Regions from separate parts of the Mus musculus genome. Here all the other regions are linked to region 5. The links are chromatin contacts, called in public promoter capture Hi-C maps. All regions are on one chromosome and are shown on one strand. The core of a region is the stretch at or near the end of the contact, and the rest is flanking DNA. Distances in the headings are between cores, read along the strand shown.

Region 1 (2,700 bases), core at 201-2,700, 2.8 Mb after region 5:
TGTCTTGATGGTTCATTTTCACGCTGAGACGTTCCGCAACTCTGTCCAGACTTTCCTGCTGCTGCCTGCAAGCTTCATCTCCTTTACAGATGAAGATGAAATTGTCTTCTTGATTAAGTTTTCCGAATCCATTTGCAGACAGCATCTGAAATGTTGGTGGAGGTTTAAAGCCTTTTAATCCAGGATTAGAGGGGGAGACTTAAAATATAAAATGCAAATGCCGACTGGGATTTAACATTACCGTTTATTCCCACCCAGTGCAATCAGATAATTACTCAGGAGGTGTCATCACATCCTTTCTGGTTTTAATTCATAGAGATCAGGGTAGGGGAGTCTAATATCCTCTGTTTATGAACCAGCTTGTGTATTCTCAAATGAAGCTAAGAAAAATCTCTAGATTTAGAAAACCACATGCTTCGTTTCTTTTTAGTTTATCTTCACTTTATAGATATGTAAAATAATTAGGTGAAATTGTTGTTATGGATGTATCCCTCTAAGGACAGGTCCTTGTCCTGGCTGCCCCGCTCCCTCGTTTTTTCCCCATTTGCTATGAATATTTAACTTTAAGATTTATTATTATTATTATTATTATTATTATTATTATTATTATTATTATTTTTGCCTGAACCCGCTATGCCAACAGAAATTCCTCTCTAGGTCCAGAGTTGTAGCAATTTATTCTCACTGTACCGAAATACGTGACCAAAACCACTTGAGGAAGAAGGATGGATTTGAGCTCTCTGTTTCAGGGGACTTCGGATCCTCATTTTCGAGGAGCCCTGCAGAAGTGGCCCTAAGGCAACGGTTCCCACCCGTGGGTGATGTTTGAGCAGGTTCTGGGACCTTTGGGGTCTAGCTGGCACAAGCAAACCAGTGCAAGTGAGCAGGTGATGACACCTGTCTCCTTCAGGCCCAGCTGGAGTCTCTGTGGTTTGCCTAGGCTGGATCCAATTTGTATCTTTATATCTCAGCCACAGGAACAGCTGACCTTATCTTCCTGCACCAAGCCACCTGGTCTATGGCTACATTTCGAATATGCTTTGAAGATTCTGGAAGCTTCAGAATGCCCTGGAAAAAAAGAGTTCAGGGAACTATCCTAATATATGCCCTTGCTCTTTTTCCCTACATTTCCAGCAACTTTACTGAGAGTTTGCCTTATCTCACCAGTTTATACTAGCAATTGTGTTTAACACTCGGTATTTAGTTCAATTACTTCCTTGCTTTGCAGACACAAGCTGTTTTGTATACATTTTGCAGAGCATGAGATAAAACTGATAGGAATAGCTATAAAATCTGGGATATTCCCCACGCAGGGGATGAATACTGGGAGGGATGGAAGGGAAACGCAGGCGCGCTCTTCAAAGAGGCAACAGAGAACTACATTTCCCAGAGTGCGGCGCGCAGCACGCTCGTGCCTCACCACCCCGCCCCGCCCCGCCCCGCCCCCGCGGCTCTCAAGAGCGCTCGGCCGAGCCGGGCACGAGCGAGCGGTCGGGCCGGTGAGCGCGTCCCCGGGGTGTCCAAGCGGGGCTGGCGCGGCGCCGGCGCGGAGCGGGTGTGGCGGCTCGGCCTGCGCGGCGGCCGCGGACAGAGGTAACCGCTGCGTTATCCCGCGCGCGGGTCTCAGCCTGGAGCGGTCACCCGCGCTCGCGTCGGTGAGGAGCTGCCGGGCGGCGCCGGCGCCTTCCCTCGGGGAACCGAAGGGATCCGGGCGGGCCTCGCGGGCCGCGCTGTCCTGAGCGGCGGCGCAGGTGCTCGGGGTCCGGGTTGGGCGACTTCAGGGGTGTCCCCCTCCCGGGGTTCGCGGGGCTCCTGCAAAATCCGTACCCGGCCGGGTGGCGCTGCTCCAGGCTGAGCTCGTGGCTTGCTCCAGGGAGGGTCCCCGATTTGTGGACACAGTTTGGGGTTCCCAACCGTCTCCCGGGCTTGCACGGCCCTGATGTTACGGTTTGGGGAGCTTGTTACCTTCCTTTTCCTGCAGGCAGTATTTATTATCATGCATTTCGTGGAAATCCTCGCAGTTTTGAATATTCTTGCCAACCTGCTTTAATTGCCTACCTTTATATTTTGCTTCTTACCTTAAGGTATTAGCGTAGGCAGATACTTTGGGCAATAGGTCTTACTTAGAACCTGGGTTGCCACAGTAATTAACCTGCCAGGTACACGTGGGTTTTTTTTCTTTTTTTCTTTTTTCTATTTAATGCTGTTCTCTCTCTCTCCCCGCCCCCCCCCCCCTCGTTAATTGTTTTCAGTCTTGTTTCCCCATCTTCCGTGAGCCCTGGCCGTGCTAAGGGGCGGGTGGGGTACGTTTAGTTGAGCAGAGACCCTCTGCTAGTGCTACCAGAGCTTGTGAACTGCGTGCAGGTAGCTTTATCATTAGCCTTTGCTTCTCTGCCTGCTTTCTCCTGGCACCTATTTTTTGGTTTGTCAGTCAAACCAACTGACCTACTTAAAACTTTAGTCATGTTGCCTTGAAAATACCAAATAGTTGGAACACAAGTATAAAAAGAAGTCACAAGATGCTGTATTCAGCTGTATGCGCTTGGATTTATATTCATTCTTATATTTTTCTACCCCTCCTCTCCTATTCTACCCCTCCCCCTCCACTCTACCTCCCACCCCCCAACCTTGAGCATGCCGGGAGAACACACTACTTACCACTGAGTACATCTCCAGTCTGAATTTTTACGTTTAAAACTA
Region 2 (2,700 bases), core at 120-2,619, 2.9 Mb after region 5:
CTGTTTGTGCTAAAAGCTAACGGTTGCTTTTTAGTTAAGATTTAGCAGAAGTTTGAGGTGCAACTTCTGTTCCCCTACTCCTCTGTCCCGTTAGGAACCCCTTCCTTCCAACACTCAATAAGATGAAGACACAACTAAGCCAAGTTGAGAGGATTAAACTTGTTTTTAAAGTAAGACACACTTAGAAGGTTTTCTGTTTAGAGAAGTTCCTTCTAGGAAGTTTTATCTCTTAGAAAAATTCAAGTTCTATCTACTCAGTCTCTAACGTTTACAAATCTACTGTTCTCCATGATCTTTAGACCTAAAATTACTAAAATTACCTCAGCTCAGCGTCCAGATATGTTACCAAATCACTATCCTAAATCAAGTATTAAGGCTAAAGAACATTTCCATAATTGTAAACTTGTGCAATCACACTGCCTTCTGGCATAAGTTTTGAAAAGGTTCGACGGGTCCTGTTTTCCGTAACCAACAGCTGTAGAGACCGAAGCGCGATGACACCCAACAGCCTCAATCTTGGGCACCGGTGTACGGCCAAGTTTTAAGGCTCCTTTCAAAACCTTCAAACCCGGGAGAAGGCAAGACTCGGTCCTTGCAGTACAGGGCACTCCCCTGACAGCAACTGCGGGTCATTAGCCAGGCTCCCCTTCACCAACCCAGCGCATTCCGGCCTTTGCCTACTCAGCAGATTCACTCTGACTGTGCCGTTTTATGTGGAATCGTACATTCTAGCAGGAAAAAAAAAAAAAAAAAAAAAAAAAAAAAAAAAAAACTATATTACTCACCAGGCTCCACCACTCTCTCGTGGGAGAATCCTCGTTTCCATTAAGTGCGCTTCCAAATTTCTTTGGAAGACGCCAAACCAGCAACGAGTAGAGCCGGAGGATTGTGCACAGGCACCTCAGTGAAAATCCAGGCTCCGGCAGGAGAGAAACCAACTTCACTTTCCGAAAATAACAGTTCTTCGGGCCAGAAGCGGAATCTTTAACCTTAACTTTCCGGGCGGTCCCTTTGCACTCGGTTCACACACTTTTCTACCCGACACTCAGGGATGAGATAGCAGTGATCCAGCCGCTGGCTTCCTGCGGTCCCCGCCCCCCCCCCCCGGCACTCCCACCCGCGCCGCCCTTGCCCCGGGCTCCGCGGCCACTCCCGGGTCCCAGACGCCCCCTGCGCAAGCCTCACCTGGAATGGGCTGCCATGGCTCGGCTCACACTGCCTGGCGTCCCAAATCCATCTGCGCGCTCGCCCCGCAGGCTCTCTCGCCCGCGCCGCTCTCAGCGTCGGCCGCAGCCGTCGGCGATACTGCCCCGCAGACTCTGCGCTCTCGGCAGCCGCGTCCTCAGCTCTGTGTCCTCAGCACCGCCTCCGCCCCCCGGAGCCTCGGCTCGCGCCGAGCCTGACGGACATCCGGGCACCGGGGGCAGCCGGGCGAGCCGCACCTCCCTGGAGCCCAGGGAGCGGCGATGCCCGCCGCCCCGGGGCACTGTCGGGTCACCAGAGACCAAGGGGTGCGTCCGCACCGCCCGCTGCGGGGTCCCGGCTCCCAGTTCGCCCGCACTTCGGGGGCGATGTGCGCGGCGCTGGGCTCCCCTCGAGGTGCCCGAGCTCGCCGGGACCCCCCCGCAGGCGCCGCGGTGGTACGGCCCGCCTCCTTTTAAGGGCAGCGCGCACCTCCGCCGCCGCCGCTGCCCCCAATTCGGCTGTGTTCAAACGCGCGCTACAGAGATCCCCGCGCTCGGGCTGGGACCTCAGGGTCCTGCTGCCGTGGGGATGTGCTGGGAGTGGGAGCATCGGATCACTGCCTTCGCTGCTTCTGGCCGCTGCTGCGGGGCTTGCCATCGGAAACATCAGGGATCGGCTAGCAACCCTTCTTCAACTTTGCTTTCAGTTTTGAAAGTGCCCAGAAACAAGTGTTTATACGACTTCCCTCTTCGAGGCAACATGCGATTACACAGAAGACAGCCATTCAGGGAAGTCCCCTAATAAATTAAAAGAATTGCTTCCCCTCCACCCCACCCCACCCCACCCCCCGCAAACAAAAACCATGATGCAAACCAACGTAAACGCTCGAAAGCACAATCGAAAATTGCGTCAACTCAGACACAGGAAAGACACCAGGCTTTGCCTGGGAAGCGGCTGAAAACAACGATGGGCAGAAAGGCAGGGAGAAGACTTAACAGGGGCATCCCGGAGGACCAGCCTGCTGCTGGAAGGACACTTTCTTGGTGCGCTCCGGGTTCGACCCGGGACTCACCACATTATATTGCTCATGTAACTGATTGCCCAGTTTCTAAATACCGCAAGTTTCCAGATTCCGGTAGTCCCTCTCAGAGGTCAGAACTACTTACATAAGAACACAAGACAAAGCTTGTCTTTCACTCCCCTGGCTTTAGCTCTGATGGTGGAGAACGACTGACGCCTTCGCAGGAATGAAGGCTGTGGTGGCAAGTGAGACAAGTTGCCAGACACTGCTTTCTCCACCACCTACAGTAGTAGTTTGGAGAACTCGTGTACTTTAGGAATGCCCTTGATGAACTAACTAGTCCTTTGAATTTTGACTCTGAAATGCGGGGTTTTTCCCTCTGTCTCTATGTCAGTCTCTCTGTCTCTCCTCCCTCCCTCCTCCTCCTTGTGACAAACGGGAAGTGCACAGAAAGCACTGTTCTGTTCTAAGCTCACAAGCACAGCACCAGTCCT
Region 3 (2,700 bases), core at 126-2,625, 2.7 Mb after region 5:
TTGGAACAAGAAAGAAAGAAAAAAAAATAGAACCTTGTTGCCTAAAGTTACAAATAAAACTTAACAGAAGTAGCAAAGGGAGAGAGAATTATATTGGGATGATAGGAGACAGGAAGATAAAGAGCAAGCAAAGCAAGCCACATCCTCAGTGTCACAGGAGGAAAGTCAACGGATAACATTTATAGTTCATAAACCAACCACTCAACAGACAGGCTATTAGCTTGTTCCTGCTGCTAAATGAGGAGAAACTGCCTCAAAACAACCTGGGGAAGAGAGAGTTCCAGGCCAGCCAGAGCTACACAGAGGAATCCTGTCTCAAAAAGTGTGTACTGGGGACGAGAATGCTGGAGAGATGGCTATAGCTCTGTGGTTAAGAGCACTGTCCATTCTTCCTGTGGACAATGGTTCAATTCCCAGTGCCTACATGCAGGTTCACAGCTCCTAGTAACTTCAGTTCTAGGAAACCCAGAACCCTCATCTGCCCTTTCCCCACACCGGGAGCAAAAATAGTGTGCACACAGGCAGGCAAACCACCCACCATTCTTGAATATATGTTTTGTTTCTCGTTTTCAGATTCTCAGAGGCCGAGTGGGAGCTGGTTGCCCCGCTACACGGCTCTTCCCTGGGGAGATGGGTTTACTGCTTCTCCTAAAACTTGATTATGCCTTGGGAGGATACACCCCTCTGCCCTCCAGAAATGCTCAATTCAAATTAAAATGCGATGTAGGGTCATTTCTAATTCAGGAGCTTGGTTTTCCCTCTTGTGCTTTGTTTTGCTTGAAGGGTTGTTTGTTTTGTTATTAATTTTTGGTTAGCGTGCAAAGAAATGGGTTTGTGACTTTTATACACAAACGTGCCAGGTGTTCTAACCCGCCCCTCCCCCATAGCCGTCCTCCCATCCCCCTCTTGCTACTTCTCTTCCTTTCCCCAAAGAGTCCCCTTCCTTGTTTCCTGGTCCTTTAAGGTGTGGCTCCACATTTGCAACCCTTATGCAGAAACAGACAACTGTCCACCGCAGCCTGAGCACTGCTAGCACTTGCCCTTCATCCTTTACTGCGCAGCGTGACGACCTCTCCTCTCCTAGGTCTGCTGCAGACAGGGAGGGGATTTTTCCATTTTAGGAAAGCGTGAGGTAACTAGCCCTCCTAGGAGGAAGTCCGCGATAGCTATCAGGGTCGCACCGCCCTAGGGCTTGCCTCTGAACTTCGTCCCTCCCAGATTTCCAAGCCAGCGAGCAGTTGCTCTGACTGCAGTCCGAGCCAATGGCAAAAACCCTCCTGAAGCCCGGCCCCGCGGAAGGAATGGTTTCCGAGTTGTTTGTTTCTCTTTAATAGGGGAACTCTGCCTTGCTTAAGCTTTTACTCTGTGCGTAACCGACACCCTCCAGAGGCCGTTTAGGACCGGGAACGAGAGCACCGGGCCTCCAAAAGGATGAAGTATCTTCTTGACTTGATCCTGCTGCTGCCTTTGCTCATCGTCTTCAGCATTGAGTCTCTTGTCAAGCTTTTTATTCCCAAGAAGAAAAAATCTGTCGCCGGAGAGATCGTCCTGATCACCGGAGCTGGTCATGGGATTGGAAGACTGACTGCCTACGAATTTGCCAAACTTAACACCAAACTGGTTCTCTGGGATATCAATAAGGTAACCGCGCTTCGTCGCTGCCTTTTCTTTGTGGTCCACACTGGCAAACAACCACCCTTTATAGTTCTCTGTAGAGTCCATAGAGCATATAGTAACTATTCATATTTTTTCAGATTATAAGAGAGGCATAATTTGATATCTGTTAAGACCACACGATGAACGGACCTATGGACAATGAGAATCTTGGCTATCTCCCTTCGCTACATTAACACTACATTAAATCCATCCTGAAAGTGGCCTATAATCTCCTCCTACTGACCATCATAAACTTTTGGAAAATACAGCAGTTTTAGGTGCTATACCAAGAGTTAGATGTGTGCGGCTGTCAAGTCTCGTTTGCAGCTGCTGAGATGGGCTCGAAATGACACCCTACAGGGATCACCATTGCACTGCCAGTTGCCTACAGGAGTCATCTAAGTCACCTTATAGAAAAAATAGTTAAAAGTGAAATAACTTCAGTGCGGTCTCCTGTACCTTCAGGTTGAGGTGGGAGGTGAGTTAGAAGGAGCTAGCAGTGAAGTGTTGGTCTGGCTTTTGGTGGATGACAGAGGGAATCTGAAGGCATCTTCTGGCTTAGCGTGCCCCTCACTGCACTGTGTACATCCATTCTATAAACAAGAGGTCAAGGTTCATGAGATTAAATAAGAACTCTAACTCTAGAGTGATTGTGACAACAAGTAATCAGTGCTCCATAGTATCTACAGCCCAGATGGTAAGACCTGGTGGCAAACAGGAGATGGGCTACCTACGTCTGGTGGAGAAAACAGATAATTAGATATGTATACGATGGATTAACAATGCAAACTGGGCCAGCATGGGTCAGCTAGCCAAGGCCCAGCATAGGCATATGGTCAGGCATATGAAATGGGCTCTTTGCTTCTTAACTGAGAAAGACGAGGCTACCCAGGCTTTAGTTTTCAGAAGGCCAGGGAGATGGTAAGTTAATGTGTGAGGTGATTTAGCCAAGAGTCTAGCAGGTGGCACACAAACTAGTCTGAAATTTTATTCTTTAACAAGAATGGTTTGGGCTTATCGTTTCTAATATACACAATTTTCTCT
Region 4 (2,700 bases), core at 158-2,657, 2.6 Mb after region 5:
TGAGGGGCCAAGCTCCTAAAGAAAACTGTAGTCACAAAACTCTTGAAGTTACACGTCTTTTGTTTCTCGACAGATGTTTTACAATCATCTGTCTAGACCAGCAGGCACTCAACAAACACTTGTTGACTTAGCTTTGGGTTTTTCTTTGGAATAAGCAGTTTCAGTTCTGGATATACTTCTTTAAGTGTTCCTTTCCCTGTCGTGCTAGAAATCACCAATGAGCTTTTCGTTGTTCTGGTAACAACCAACAAAAATGCCATTAGTGACTTCCAGAGAGCAGGAAGTTCTCCCCTCAGCAAGCCCCACTGAAGAAGGTGTATAAAGGGTGTTAACCCACACCAGCAGAAAGAGGACACTCTGATTGAGGGGTTTTAAGCACTGTCAGGAAAGCAGAAAGGGGATGGCACCGTGGGGCCTACAAACCACAGCAGAAGTAATTCTATTTTCAATGAGGTGAAGGAATATGTCACTCCTGTTTGGGAAGCCCACAGAAATTCCAAACTCGGTCTCACACGGAGCCCAAATTGCCAGGGAACTAACCTCTTTCCTCTTCGGAACCGAAAGCTTGGTGAGTTTGCCTCCTAGATAAAAGTCAAGCTTGAGGCGTGGGTGGTATGTGTTTTAAGGAAGACACTGGTGTCAGAGAACTTAACAGAACCAAACTTACAAACTTTCCAAGTCACTAGGAAATAAAGTTGCGGCCACCTCGCCCAGGAGAGAAGGGAAAGAACGAGGTTCCCAGTACTGAGGCACTTGTGCGCACACTTCATCTCCAGTCTACCCAAAAGCCAATAATCAGCGCCTTCCAGCGCACAGAAAACACTGTCTGCTACTCAGATTAACAGTATATATTAACAGTATATTCCATTATATGGACTCGGTATCACCTCTAGCACGGAGCAACACACCATAAATGCTCTTCAAACTCTGGTGATCTATGAATTAGCGTTGGCGCCTTATCTGGATGGGCAAATTAAAAAGTCAGAGATCGAGAAGGGTCCTTGCTATTGGCTTCCCAAAATCCAGTACTTCAGCACAGCCTACATAACCTCTGGAAAAGGAAGGAGGGGATCGCAGGTCCACCCGAGGTCTCGGAACCGCAGCCCGTCCTAGAATCGGGGTACCTGGGTGCGGGGACGGCGCGGCAGGCTGAGGACCGGACAGTCACTGACGCGAGGGCCACCGAGAGCGACACGGTGGCTACCGCCTGCCCCAGGGAGCGGCCGGCCATCGGCGCCTGGCGCCTGGCGCGCGGCCCGCGAGGGTTCGGAGGTGGCCGGCCTCGCCCGGAGCCCCGCCTTGAGCCCCGAACCTGCAGCCAGCGGGCACTAGGACCCGGCCGCGCTCCCCCAGCGCCGCTGGCCGGCGGCGCCAGCAGCCCCACGACGTACCCGACGCGCGACCGCGCTTTACGGCCACGCCGCAAACTAACCTGTGTGCCAGGCCTCTCCGTCTGCGCAGGCGAACTGGAGTGCCGCGGCGCGGCAGGACGCGGAGACCCAGAACCCTGAGGCTGAGCGGAAGGAGGGTCAGGGGCGACCACGTGCTTCCAGGAGAGGAGGGCCGTACGGAGGAGTCACGTGAGCCATGCGAGGTTTGAGAAGACGTAGGATGAGTCAGTGACGAGTCTTGAAACACCTTGGTTTGGTTTCCAGAAGCCAAGTAACTTGCTTTTCGAAACTTGCCCGCATACCGGATTCAGAGACCGCCTGTGAACAACAAAATGTGGGCGTCCCGCCGGTCACGTGATCAGGCCAGTCACGTGACCCCTAACCCTTAAGGAGGGAATCCCCCAACCCTGGAACGCAGCCTGGGCTCCCCAGAGCCCCCTTCACGGTGCTGTCCGTGGTGTTGGTGACTCTGATAAACCTCTTGTCCAAAAGGAAAGCCGGCCTCGGTTTCCCACTTTCGAACCCCAAAGCCAAAACTTACAGACAAGCTGTGAAAGTGGCACGCGGTCTGGATAATAACGAACGAAGGACTAAAGTTAGCCAGATTGAAAGTGGTAAAGCCAGGCGTGCATCGCGGCTTGCACTCCAGGTTTCATTCGTTTAATTGTTGATGAGACATATTCTAAGCCTATCATCAACTTTGGGCCTTGCAAAACACACCGTATGGCGTTGGCTCTTAAAGCCAGGCCAATCAAATACTAACAGTATCCTGAAATCCACAGCACTCTTGGGATGGGACAGCAAGAAAAAAGGACTGCACAGTAACACTTCAGGGCGTTGCCTTCGTGACTATACTACACCCCTTAAAATGCCCGCTTAGAAAAACTAAAAGTATGGGAAATTTCCTCCCCACCCCTGCCCAAACCTGGTGACAGATAGGCAGATCCCTGGAGCAAAGTAAAGATTATATTTTCTTTCTCTGCACTTTGGGGCATAAGCCTACCACCCCACAGTTTCCTGGAGATGTGGTAGACATGTCGTTGAGGTGTGAGCGAGCACTCAGGAAGATAAATCACCTTGGGCTCCAGCCCCTTCCAGAGATGGTTGTTTTCAGCTTGCTCCACTGCTCCTGTCATAAGAAACACGTTTGTTTCTACACACACACACACACACACGAACACCTTAGATCCTTCAGCACCATTCCCCGGCCTTCAAGATCCCTATTCTTTTTTTTTTATTTTGGTTTTTTTTTTTAATGAAACTAGAACCCAGTTCATAATGTAGGCTTTCCTACGGCAGCAGTAGCCAA
Region 5 (2,700 bases), core at 21-2,520:
GGACTCAGGATCAGGTCCCTTGTGATATTTCCACATGATGGCCTGTCATTTGCAGCTCCAGTTTCAGGTCCTTCCTGAGGCTCATTTGGACTCTGTGGTACCAGGCATGAAGCATGCGGTGCACAGCCATACATTCAAGCAAAACCCAAACTCATGAGATGAGAATAAGTCTCTAAAGTGCATCTCCTCCAAGCAGTTGGCTGAAAATGGACACAGATTTATTTGTTGTGTATCTATCTATTCGTATATATGAAGGAAAGCTTTCATTTTGAAACAGCTCAACAGTCTAATCTCTCTTTGCCACTTTAGGTTGTAATGAACTTGAACAGGTGACAAGAATGCCTGACACACACACAGCATGAACTCTAGTTGTCAGCAGTTACTAGCAAGCGAAATAATTAGAGTGGATAGTGAAATGTTCGTTCTTTGGGATACATTTGCTGCTTCTGAAGGCACCGTTTTTCAGGAAAGATACTCCCATTCTTGACAAATAAATGTAATTATGGTGTATTCCTGTGAATGTTAATAATATCTCGAAGGCTTGGAGGTGCATAGTTCATGATTACTGCTTAACTACTAAAAAACGTTTTAAAGTTTTTCATGAGAAAAAGTTCAGCGAAACCAAAGAATTTAGTAAGGCAGGCCCATCAGAGTATTCTAGAACGTTTAGCTCACCTTCAACAGGTTAGGAACTTGTTGACTCGGTTCAAAAGCAAAGCGAATACCTCTAATTAGTGCGCTGCTTCCCTCAGAAGCCCATGGCTGAATGCTTGTTAAAAGGGAGATTTAGAAGACCCTCTGGGGAATCTATTGATTACCTGAAGAGTTAACCAGCATTTCTGACGTCTCTTTGCATGACTCCAATTTGGACAATCAAGGCATGTTCCTTAGTGCAGAATCTGCCCTTGCAGAGTCCAAGGAACCCAAATCCGGGCCTTCTTTTTGGGTGTCTTGTCTGGGTAACTGAATTTCTATACCTGATGCTTTTGCCACCTGGCCTGTTTAACATCATAAAACCTGTCTGTGCCAGTTCTCCAAGGTAGGCCTGATATATGTTGCTGGTTCTTTCAACAGCTGGAAAAGGGAACAGGTTTTTGGCAAACTAGCGATTGCAGACACCAGAGATGGGCCTATTCCACCTTAAAGGGCCTAGGCATTCCTGGTACTTGGGTCTTGCAGAGTTTGGTCGCCACCATATTTGGAGCGTGCCTACTTTGGGGCGGGAACCTCCTCCGGAGTGGTTAGGTCACCGCTGGGGGAGGTGACCTTGTTTGGTTTTGGCACGGGAGAGCAGCGGTGCAGCGTTGCTGCCGCCCCCCGTGGGTCTGATTGGCACGGGAGCTCCGGCGGCCCGAGAGCACGGGCGCGCCTCGCTGGCTTCCCCCGGCGGCCGGCGGCCAGGCAGAGGCGGGAAAGCCGCGCGCCTGCGCCGTGGGAACCGAGGCCGGAGGCGAGAAGCGGGGAGCGGAGGGGGCCGTTGGAGCCGAGTAGCGTACAGAGCGGCGTGTGACGCGGGGACGCCGCGCGCTCCCAACGTCGCCCCGGTTTGACGCACACGGCACCAAACTGTGAGTTTCGGGGGTCTTATTCGGTCGGATTAGCCCCGGCCCCGGCCGCGTTTCGGACGTCCGGGCTGAGGCGGTGGCGGGACTGAGGGTGGCGGAAGAAGTTGTGGGGGGACCCGGCCCGCGGCGCTCGGGCCCGGGGAGCTACGCCCTAGGCTGGCTCCCAACCCTCGGAAAGGACGCGTTTTGCCGCACAGGCTAAGATGGCGGCTGCTGCCGAGGAGGCGGAGTTGCTGCTGCACAAGGAGCCCGGGCCGCGGGGTCCGGGAGGCGGCGGTCGCGGGGGGCCGCGGAACCTTAGGTGAGCGGCGGCGGCCGCCGCGGGGCGGGACTCGGAGGCGGGCGCGCGGGGCGGGGGGTGCCTTTCCGCTGCGGCGGCGGCGGATCCGGTGGCGGACACAAAGGGGCCGAGCCGGGCTCTGGACTCGGGGGGTTTTGTTTAGTCACATGTAGCGGAGCAGCCAGTGAGCGGTAGGGGGAAGGGGGCCGAGACCCGGAGGTCCGGGGAGCCCTGCGGTCGCCATTGTAACTCCCCGAGTAACGGGGGCGGTCCGAGAGCAGTCAGGCGGCGCCCCGTGCGCGGCTAGGCTACTCTGTCCGGGCCTGTAGCCCCGGCCCTGGAGGTAACTGTCCACACCCCTCCCCTGACTTTGGGACCAGAGCGCATAGCCTTCCCCTTCTTCCCACTGGTCTGCAACATCTTGTGCCGCTAAGTGCCTGAGAAGTAACTCCAAGAGGTAAAAAAAAAAGAAAAAAAAAGAAAAAAAAACACTCGAAGTGTTTGGGTGGCCACGGGGCTTGGTGGGTATCTAGCTAAAGCTTTTTGCCTCTCCAGGTCTGATTCCCTGGCCTTTGTGTCCCTGGGAGCTTAATCTCTGCCAGAGGAAAGCAGGTGTGTGCTCCGTCCACTCCTCCCGAGAACATGAAGATGAGTTGTCCCAGACCCTTCCCCGTGATTGGAAACTTAGGTGGTTTCTTGTTGCGAGACTTCCACAGACGACTCTCGTGTTGGGATCCATCCATGGTTTAGCGACATTAGTGGAAAAGTTCTCTTCAACTGTTAAAATAATACTGACTTAAATGTAGTTGTTATAAAACTTTCGTATTAGCTTTCAAATTTTATGTGATAAAACTC

What was found. Promoter capture Hi-C pulls out the DNA fragments that hold promoters and counts their contacts. Capture Hi-C pulls out chosen DNA fragments and counts their contacts.
Region 1: a contact with region 5 is called in a promoter capture Hi-C map of liver, with 2.9 times the contacts expected there. The contact joins the promoter of Klhl8 here to the promoter of Zfp644 in region 5. A contact is called at or near these places in 5 of 39 promoter capture datasets (the C10 cell line, hippocampal neurons, liver and 1 more).
Region 2: a contact with region 5 is called in a promoter capture Hi-C map of pre-B cells, with 4 times the contacts expected there. The contact joins the promoter of Aff1 here to the promoter of Zfp644 in region 5.
Region 3: a promoter capture Hi-C map of liver shows a contact between it and region 5, with 2.7 times the contacts expected there. The contact joins the promoter of Hsd17b11 here to the promoter of Zfp644 in region 5. A contact is called at or near these places in 3 of 39 promoter capture datasets (the C10 cell line, HPC-7-derived erythroid cells and liver) and 1 of 9 other capture datasets (liver).
Region 4: a promoter capture Hi-C map of pre-B cells shows a contact between it and region 5. The contact joins the promoter of Nudt9 here to the promoter of Zfp644 in region 5. A contact is called at or near these places in 4 of 39 promoter capture datasets (the C10 cell line, the HPC-7 cell line, liver and 1 more) and 2 of 9 other capture datasets (adipose tissue and liver).

Annotation. Positions count from the first base shown.
Region 1 is chr5:103,910,009-103,912,708 of GRCm38.p6, reverse strand. Klhl8 (kelch-like 8) reads left to right here and starts at 1,450. Exons shown (of 10, transcript NM_178741.4): 1 at 1,450-1,593.
Region 2 is chr5:103,752,831-103,755,530 of GRCm38.p6, reverse strand. Aff1 (AF4/FMR2 family, member 1) reads right to left here and starts at 1,369. Exons shown (of 20, transcript NM_133919.4): 1 at 1,186-1,369. The coding sequence starts at 1,202.
Region 3 is chr5:104,020,471-104,023,170 of GRCm38.p6, reverse strand. Hsd17b11 (hydroxysteroid (17-beta) dehydrogenase 11) reads left to right here and starts at 1,375. Exons shown (of 7, transcript NM_053262.3): 1 at 1,375-1,641. The coding sequence starts at 1,432.
Region 4 is chr5:104,045,571-104,048,270 of GRCm38.p6, reverse strand. It overlaps Nudt9 (nudix (nucleoside diphosphate linked moiety X)-type motif 9), which reads right to left and starts at 1,407. Exons shown (of 8, transcript NM_028794.4): 1 at 1,125-1,407. The coding sequence starts at 1,231. Mir5619 (microRNA 5619) reads right to left here and starts at 268; the gene lies at 208-268.
Region 5 is chr5:106,695,400-106,698,099 of GRCm38.p6, reverse strand. Zfp644 (zinc finger protein 644) reads left to right here and starts at 1,270. Exons shown (of 10, transcript NM_001363318.1): 1 at 1,270-1,568; 2 at 2,401-2,457.